Linked DNA regions of Sus scrofa: region 1 is linked to region 2. Evidence: chromatin contacts called from public HiChIP or PLAC-seq data. All regions are on one chromosome and are shown on one strand. Each heading gives the region's core, a stretch centred on a gene start, on an enhancer-like site or on the middle of the called end of the contact. The rest is flanking DNA. Distances are from core to core; before and after follow the strand shown.

Evidence for each region. HiChIP or PLAC-seq counts read pairs in DNA pulled down with a chosen protein or histone mark.
Region 1: an H3K27ac HiChIP or PLAC-seq map of skeletal muscle shows a contact between it and region 2. The contact joins the enhancer-like site here to the promoter of SIK2 in region 2. A contact is called at or near these places in 1 of 5 promoter capture datasets (fetal liver), 6 of 47 Hi-C or Micro-C datasets (embryonic fibroblasts, epiblast stem cells, heart right ventricle and 2 more) and 2 of 2 datasets of contacts at active chromatin or transcription factors (alveolar macrophages and skeletal muscle).

The regions. Positions count from the first base shown.
Region 1 is chr9:39,482,683-39,485,611 of Sscrofa11.1, forward strand. SIK2 (serine/threonine-protein kinase SIK2) reads left to right here. Exons shown (of 15, transcript XM_021062772.1): 15 at 1-837. All of the region lies in intron 15 of PPP2R1B (serine/threonine-protein phosphatase 2A 65 kDa regulatory subunit A beta isoform), which reads right to left. Among named protein-coding and RNA genes, the nearest start is that of PPP2R1B, 33 kb to the right of the region's middle. Within about 2 kb of position 1,314, at least 13 of the 83 cell types and tissues checked have an H3K27ac peak or open chromatin away from gene starts, as enhancers often do. A contact at or near this core is called in fetal liver, liver and skeletal muscle, where this site is marked.
Region 2 is chr9:39,367,085-39,369,911 of Sscrofa11.1, forward strand. SIK2 (serine/threonine-protein kinase SIK2) reads left to right here and starts at 1,471. Exons shown (of 15, transcript XM_021062772.1): 1 at 1,471-1,754. The coding sequence starts at 1,620.

The DNA.
Region 1 (2,929 bases), core at 64-2,563, 120 kb after region 2:
TTCCTGGAGAGGGGTGTAAAGTGTCTTTACAGTTAAGGCCCACCAGGGAGAAGTGGGCACCTGATCAGGCACTTTTTTTCGGGTTAAAAAACACACACAAACACTTCGATTGCATACTTTTGTCTTTTCAGAGGCAAAGTGGGTGGGTAGGGAGGAGCTTTAAAAATAGAAGTACAAAATAACATCCTGGAAAAATATGACCCCAGATCGGAATAGTGTTACGTTAGCAAACACAGATAACTGGGACTTGCCACTGGCTGTGTGATGCCTATCTGTTCAGGATTTGCTCAACCAAGGAAATGCACGTGGTGATACCGTCCCACCAGTGACGCTGAAAGGAATCGGCCTCCACCAAGATCTCTGAGGGGGGGAAAGAACCAGACAGAAAAGGAGGTTGGCTTCTCTTTGGGAACTGCAATTTAGGACATAAAAGTGATACAGAGAGATTTGCACTTTGTAGAAAGGGCAAGATTATTTGCTTATTTCTGAAGGGAGGAGGGTGGTCTCTGCTGGATGTTCGGTTTGTGAAAGAGTTACTTTTGATAAAATTAATTGCAGTTATTTTTTTCTGTGTGCTTTTTTTTTTTAATTACTAAGAAAAAATGGTGAGTTCAATAGCTTTGGTATATTGAGTACAAATCGTAATAGCTCCAATGTGAAAAAGACATCAAAATGTAACCTGTCACTCAATGTTAGTAAATTGCCTAAAATGCAGTTTAATAAATGATCTTTGTATCAGACGGTAATTTAAATAGGGTAATTTTCTGCAAGGAAAATGTACTGTTTTTACGTTTCCAACCCTCTTGAATTAAAATAAAAACAACTTGTTTTCTAAGAGCCTGGGTGAGATGAATGTCAGTGTCAGGCGGGTGAGATAGGGCCTCGGGTGGAATTTTGAAAAGTATGGAAGGTGGCTGTGTTCCCTGAGCTCTGGTGCTCATTTCAGCTGCAGAAAAGGACAGTGGATAATATGTTCTCATTGACGTCAGCAGGGTAAATAATACCTTGCTCTGAAATCACCCGGACGGGGAGCTGCTGCAGAGCGCTGACGCTGACGGAAGCGCCACTGGCCGCAGCCTGCGCGCCTGGCCGCGCCTGGCCGCGCCTGGCCTGGGGGGCTCCCCAACGACCAGCAAGTGGCACGGCACAGCACAGCACCGGGTGGGAACGGGACCAGCAAGATCCCGGCCCTGACAATGGCACACCTCTGCAAAAGGCTCACAGGGCTTCAGCACACATGCAACCCCCCACACACACACTCTGGCCCCCTCCTGGGGACAGGAAGCAGCCCAGGGCCCTCGGGTGCCGGGGAGCCCGTTTGCTGAGGCCTGCAGCGCCGCGCTCACACATTGACAATTGTTTGGGTGCCAGACCCTGAGTGAAAGGGCAGTATTAAATCCTACTTTCTGGCAGCAAGTTTAAGCTTTGGCTTCCGTCAGACCATTCCAGTTGAGCCCGGAGACTGCTCCCAAACCGAGGGACCACCTGCCGGCCAGGGCGGGAGGGGCAGCCTGGCCTGGCAGTGACGGCCACGGGCAGGGAGAGGGCAGCGCGCTCCACCCGCTCGTCCCGCTGCCCCGGCACCCCTTCCAGGCCTGTCCCCCAACTGCCATTATCTCTGTTGCGCTATCAAAGAACTCAGCAACACTGTGTTTCAACTGCCTTTTTTTTTTTTTTTTTTTTTTTTAAGGAAAAGCACTCAATTGCAATAATGCTGTTTTGCAAACTTTTCCCCTTTCCCACCAAATTTCTCCATCATTTGGATTTTCTGTTGCCAAAAACAACTCTAGTGTCCAAGGTGCAGGCAAAAATAACAGACCTGCCAGCAGAAACTGGACAGAAGTTTAGCAGCCAGTCAAGCCCTTGACCTTCACATTCTCCAGAATAACCTTTGGTCCAGTGGCCTTTGGGAGCCAAAGGCTTAGCGTAGGGTGGAGAATGGGGCAAGGGTGACCTGGGGTCTAGAGCTTGTCAGCAGCACCCACACTTCCAAAGCAACTCGGCGTCCGCAGTGCCACTCACCAGAGCCCGCCTCCATCACCGCTAGTTGTGGGCCATCTGCTCCTTTCTACCTCCCTAGCCCTGAAATTGAGGTTGCTCAGATCCCTCTGACATGCTGATAAAAGCTTTGGATCCTCTTCCTAGGAAATGTGTACACGGATATACAGCTTTAAACAGGTAATCCCAGGGGAGGAGGTGGTTCCTGAACCCCCTAAGGCCCATTCGTGGGGTTGGAGGTTTCCACCCCAAGCATCAGCATCTCCACCTGCCATCTCCCTGGGTGGACCGGGATGAGGGAGAGAGCACTCTCCCTGCTCTGCCCGCAGCCCCAGGGCACCATGGGAGGGAGTTCTGGGCTTTGTGCGCTAAATCCTGAGTGCCACACAGCTACAAGATAAATGTCACCTGCACAGGCAACAGCTGCTCTGCCCAGCTCATTCTGGCCCTAGTGATGTCACTTCAAAAAACCGACAAGGCCAAGTGGACGGACAGACCGTTGCACAGGGCTCATACTCTGCAGTGTCCCTCAGGAGACAGTGTCCCTTGGGCTTGACTTAAAAGTGAAGAGGTTGGACCCTCACCTCAGATACTAGCCATCACTGGCATACCTGTTCCAACGCAGGTTCCCCACAAATCACTGAGGCCAAACCCCAAACCAGGCCAGGCCAAGCGGAGAGCTTGCTGTGGGCCTCCAGCCATTCGACTAACACAATGTCCCAGTCCACCAATGCAGCAGGATTCCCTGGACCACCAGCTGCCACTATCCCTGGAGGACAGAGGAACCTCCCTTTGGTAAAGTTCTGGGGACCTGCCTAGACGTGCTGACTCAGGGCTGGTCTGCAGCCCAGGGCGAGGCAGCCACAGGGCTGAGCCACCAGGCAAAGAACCCAGATGCAGGCAGGAAGGACCCTGCACCACGGAAAGCCGA
Region 2 (2,827 bases), core at 221-2,720:
CGGAGATAGTGTATCCTTCTCAGTACCTCACATGTCATTTTATCCCATAATTGGTGACATTAACTTTGATCATTTGGTTACAGTGGTATCTGTCACATTTTTCTTCTGTGAAAGTACTGTTTTTATCCTTTTATAATGAGTAAGAAATTTGAGGATAGTTTGAGACTAGAAATATCCCATTCCCTAGCATACTAAATGATTTCAACATCTATCGACAATTCTATCTGAATCAATTATTACTATAATGGTTGCGAAATAGTGATTTCCATAGAATGGCTGCAAAATGGTGATTTCCATAGAATGGAAATTTCATCATTTCTTCTATGTGTATTAGTTGACATTCCACCATCAGGAAGAACTGTCATTTTTTCCCCCGTATATTTATTTAACATTGTAAGAATAAGTAAGCACTCATGGAGTCTTTTTAAAAATTCATTGTGTTATAAACCCATTTCCATTATTCCTTCGTGATGCTCAAATTATCCCAGATTGTTAACTTCAAACTAGATCCGATTTCCTTCTGACATGTCCTTACCTTTCTTTGAAAATCTTGCTTTCTGGCATAAGACCTTTCAAGGGCATTTTATACTTTCCCTCTCCTTGTCTGGAAATAATGCTGTACCTGTTTCCTTGGATCACCATATGGAAGACTGGTGTGGTAATTTGCAACCCTAACTCTAGTATTACCTTGTGACTTTGGCAATTCCCTCATTCCCTGGGGGTTGATTTCTCACCTGAAAAAAAAATTGGATTAGAAAGTATTTCTTTACCTTTTCGAGGTCACCAACACGTTTGGGAATCTAATAACAGCTATCGCCCATCTTCCCAAAGCTGGAAGAGGCAAAAATTTGGACATATTTTTAGGGGTTCGGGCTCCAAATCCCTGGATTAGGTGATCTTCAAGGTCTCTTCAACGCTGACATTCTGTGAATCTATAAGCATCGCGCTGCTGTCAGAATGATTCCCCAGAGACATCAAATTTGGAGGGATTTATATAGAAACAGATGAGAAAAGGATATAAAAGAAAGGAGCCTGTGAGCAATGCATTGCTCAGCCACAGTTCTTTGCCCGTGCCAAATTTAGGACACAAAGTAGTCATAGGTGAGAGGTTTTGGCGGGAAGGTCTCCGGGTGGGTGGAGAACGCCGCGGCAACGGAAGAAGACCCCGGCCCGGCTCAGGTCGCTGCAGCCCTCCACTCCGCCCACCAGAGCTCGCTCTTGCCCTTCGGCTGGGTGGCCAAGTAACTGGGCGGGCCGGGAGGCGACCCCGCCCCCGGCAGCGGCGAGGCGGCGGAGGGCGCCGGAGCCCGGAAGGAACGCGCCGTCCAGGCCCCGCCCATCTGCCCTACCACCCTGCTGCCTGCCGCCCGCCGCCGACGTCGGCGGTGCTCCGGTCGCCATGGTGACCAATCGAGGCCCGGTCCCGCCCCCGCCCCTCTGCCCCGGCCCCCTGACGTCGGCGCACGTCAGCGGCGGCGCGCGCCTGGCTGGGCCCTGCTGAGCGGGAGGGACTGAGCAAGGAGCGAGCCGAGCGGCCGTCGCCCGAGTGGAGCCGCTCCGCCAGCCCGCCGCCCGCCAGCCTGCGCTCCAGTCCGCCGTGTCTAGCAGCGGGGCCCAGCATGGTCATGGCGGATGGCCCGAGGCACTTGCAGCGCGGGCCGGTCCGGGTGGGGTTCTACGAAATCGAGGGCACGCTGGGCAAGGGCAACTTCGCCGTGGTGAAGCTGGGGCGGCACCGGATCACCAGGACGGAGGTGCGGCCCGGGGCTCGGCGGGAGCGTCCGAGGCGAGGGTTCGAGAGAGGAGCTGCTGACCGAGAGGGGGGCTGCAGCGGGGGGCTGGGGAGCTTCGAGAGGCCGGGTCACTAGCTGAGGCGAGAGGGCCTGGGAGTGTGAGGACCCAGGAGGTCCAGGGGTCGGTGAGCGCCGCAGGGACCGGGGCCGGGTCACCAGGACCCGAGTGTCGTCCGCTTGGAACCCCCACCAGCCGGGGCTTTGCCTTCCCTAGGCCACCCCCGGTGGCCACACGGAATTTCTTCCAGGGCCTCCCACCCGGGCCGTGACCTGGTCTGTGGCCTCCGCTCTGGAGCCCAAGTTCCGCGTCTTCCCTGCTTTCAGCTGGGGGTGGGGTGGGAGGGGAAGTCTCTGTGCTCCCGTGCTGCGCGGAGAGAGACGTCGCCAGCCCCGAAGAGGGGACCGCCTGCGCTCGGACTCCCGGGACGGGGCTCCGCGCGGCCCCTGTGACCGCGGCGCCCCTCCCGGGGCCGCGCGAAAAAGGGGGCCGGTGGCCGGGAATGCCGGGACGGCCACTGCCCATCTTCTCTCCCTCCTTTTGCCCGACAGTCTCTGATTTGATGTCAGGCTAGCTTGATCCCTCGCCCGAGGCATTTCCATCTAATACTCCAGACAATAGAGCTGGTTGAAACGGTCATCTCTGCCTTTGCACAGTTGATAGGTTGGTCTTTCTCATCCTAGGTTATCCCTTTCCCAGGTGTGTGTTCTGGCTGTGAATTCGCGGTCCTTAAGCCACATCAGATTCTGCCTCTCTACTCATAAAGCCCTGGATTGCTTCCTGACGGTGAAGCCAGCATCCCCCCTCCATTGCACATTCTAATGCACCGCACATATTTTCTCGCAAGTCTCTGTTCTTACCTAACCCGCCCCCCTTCCTTTCACCGCCTCAAGCTGCTCTCCTCAGGGTCTCTATTTTAAGATGTGCAAATTAAATACTTTAGAAAAACGGTGGAAACAAAACCATTCTTTAGAATAAAACCTTGTATTTTTGACGTACTCCACTCTGCCTCATCGTAGTTGTTCTGGAGTTTCAT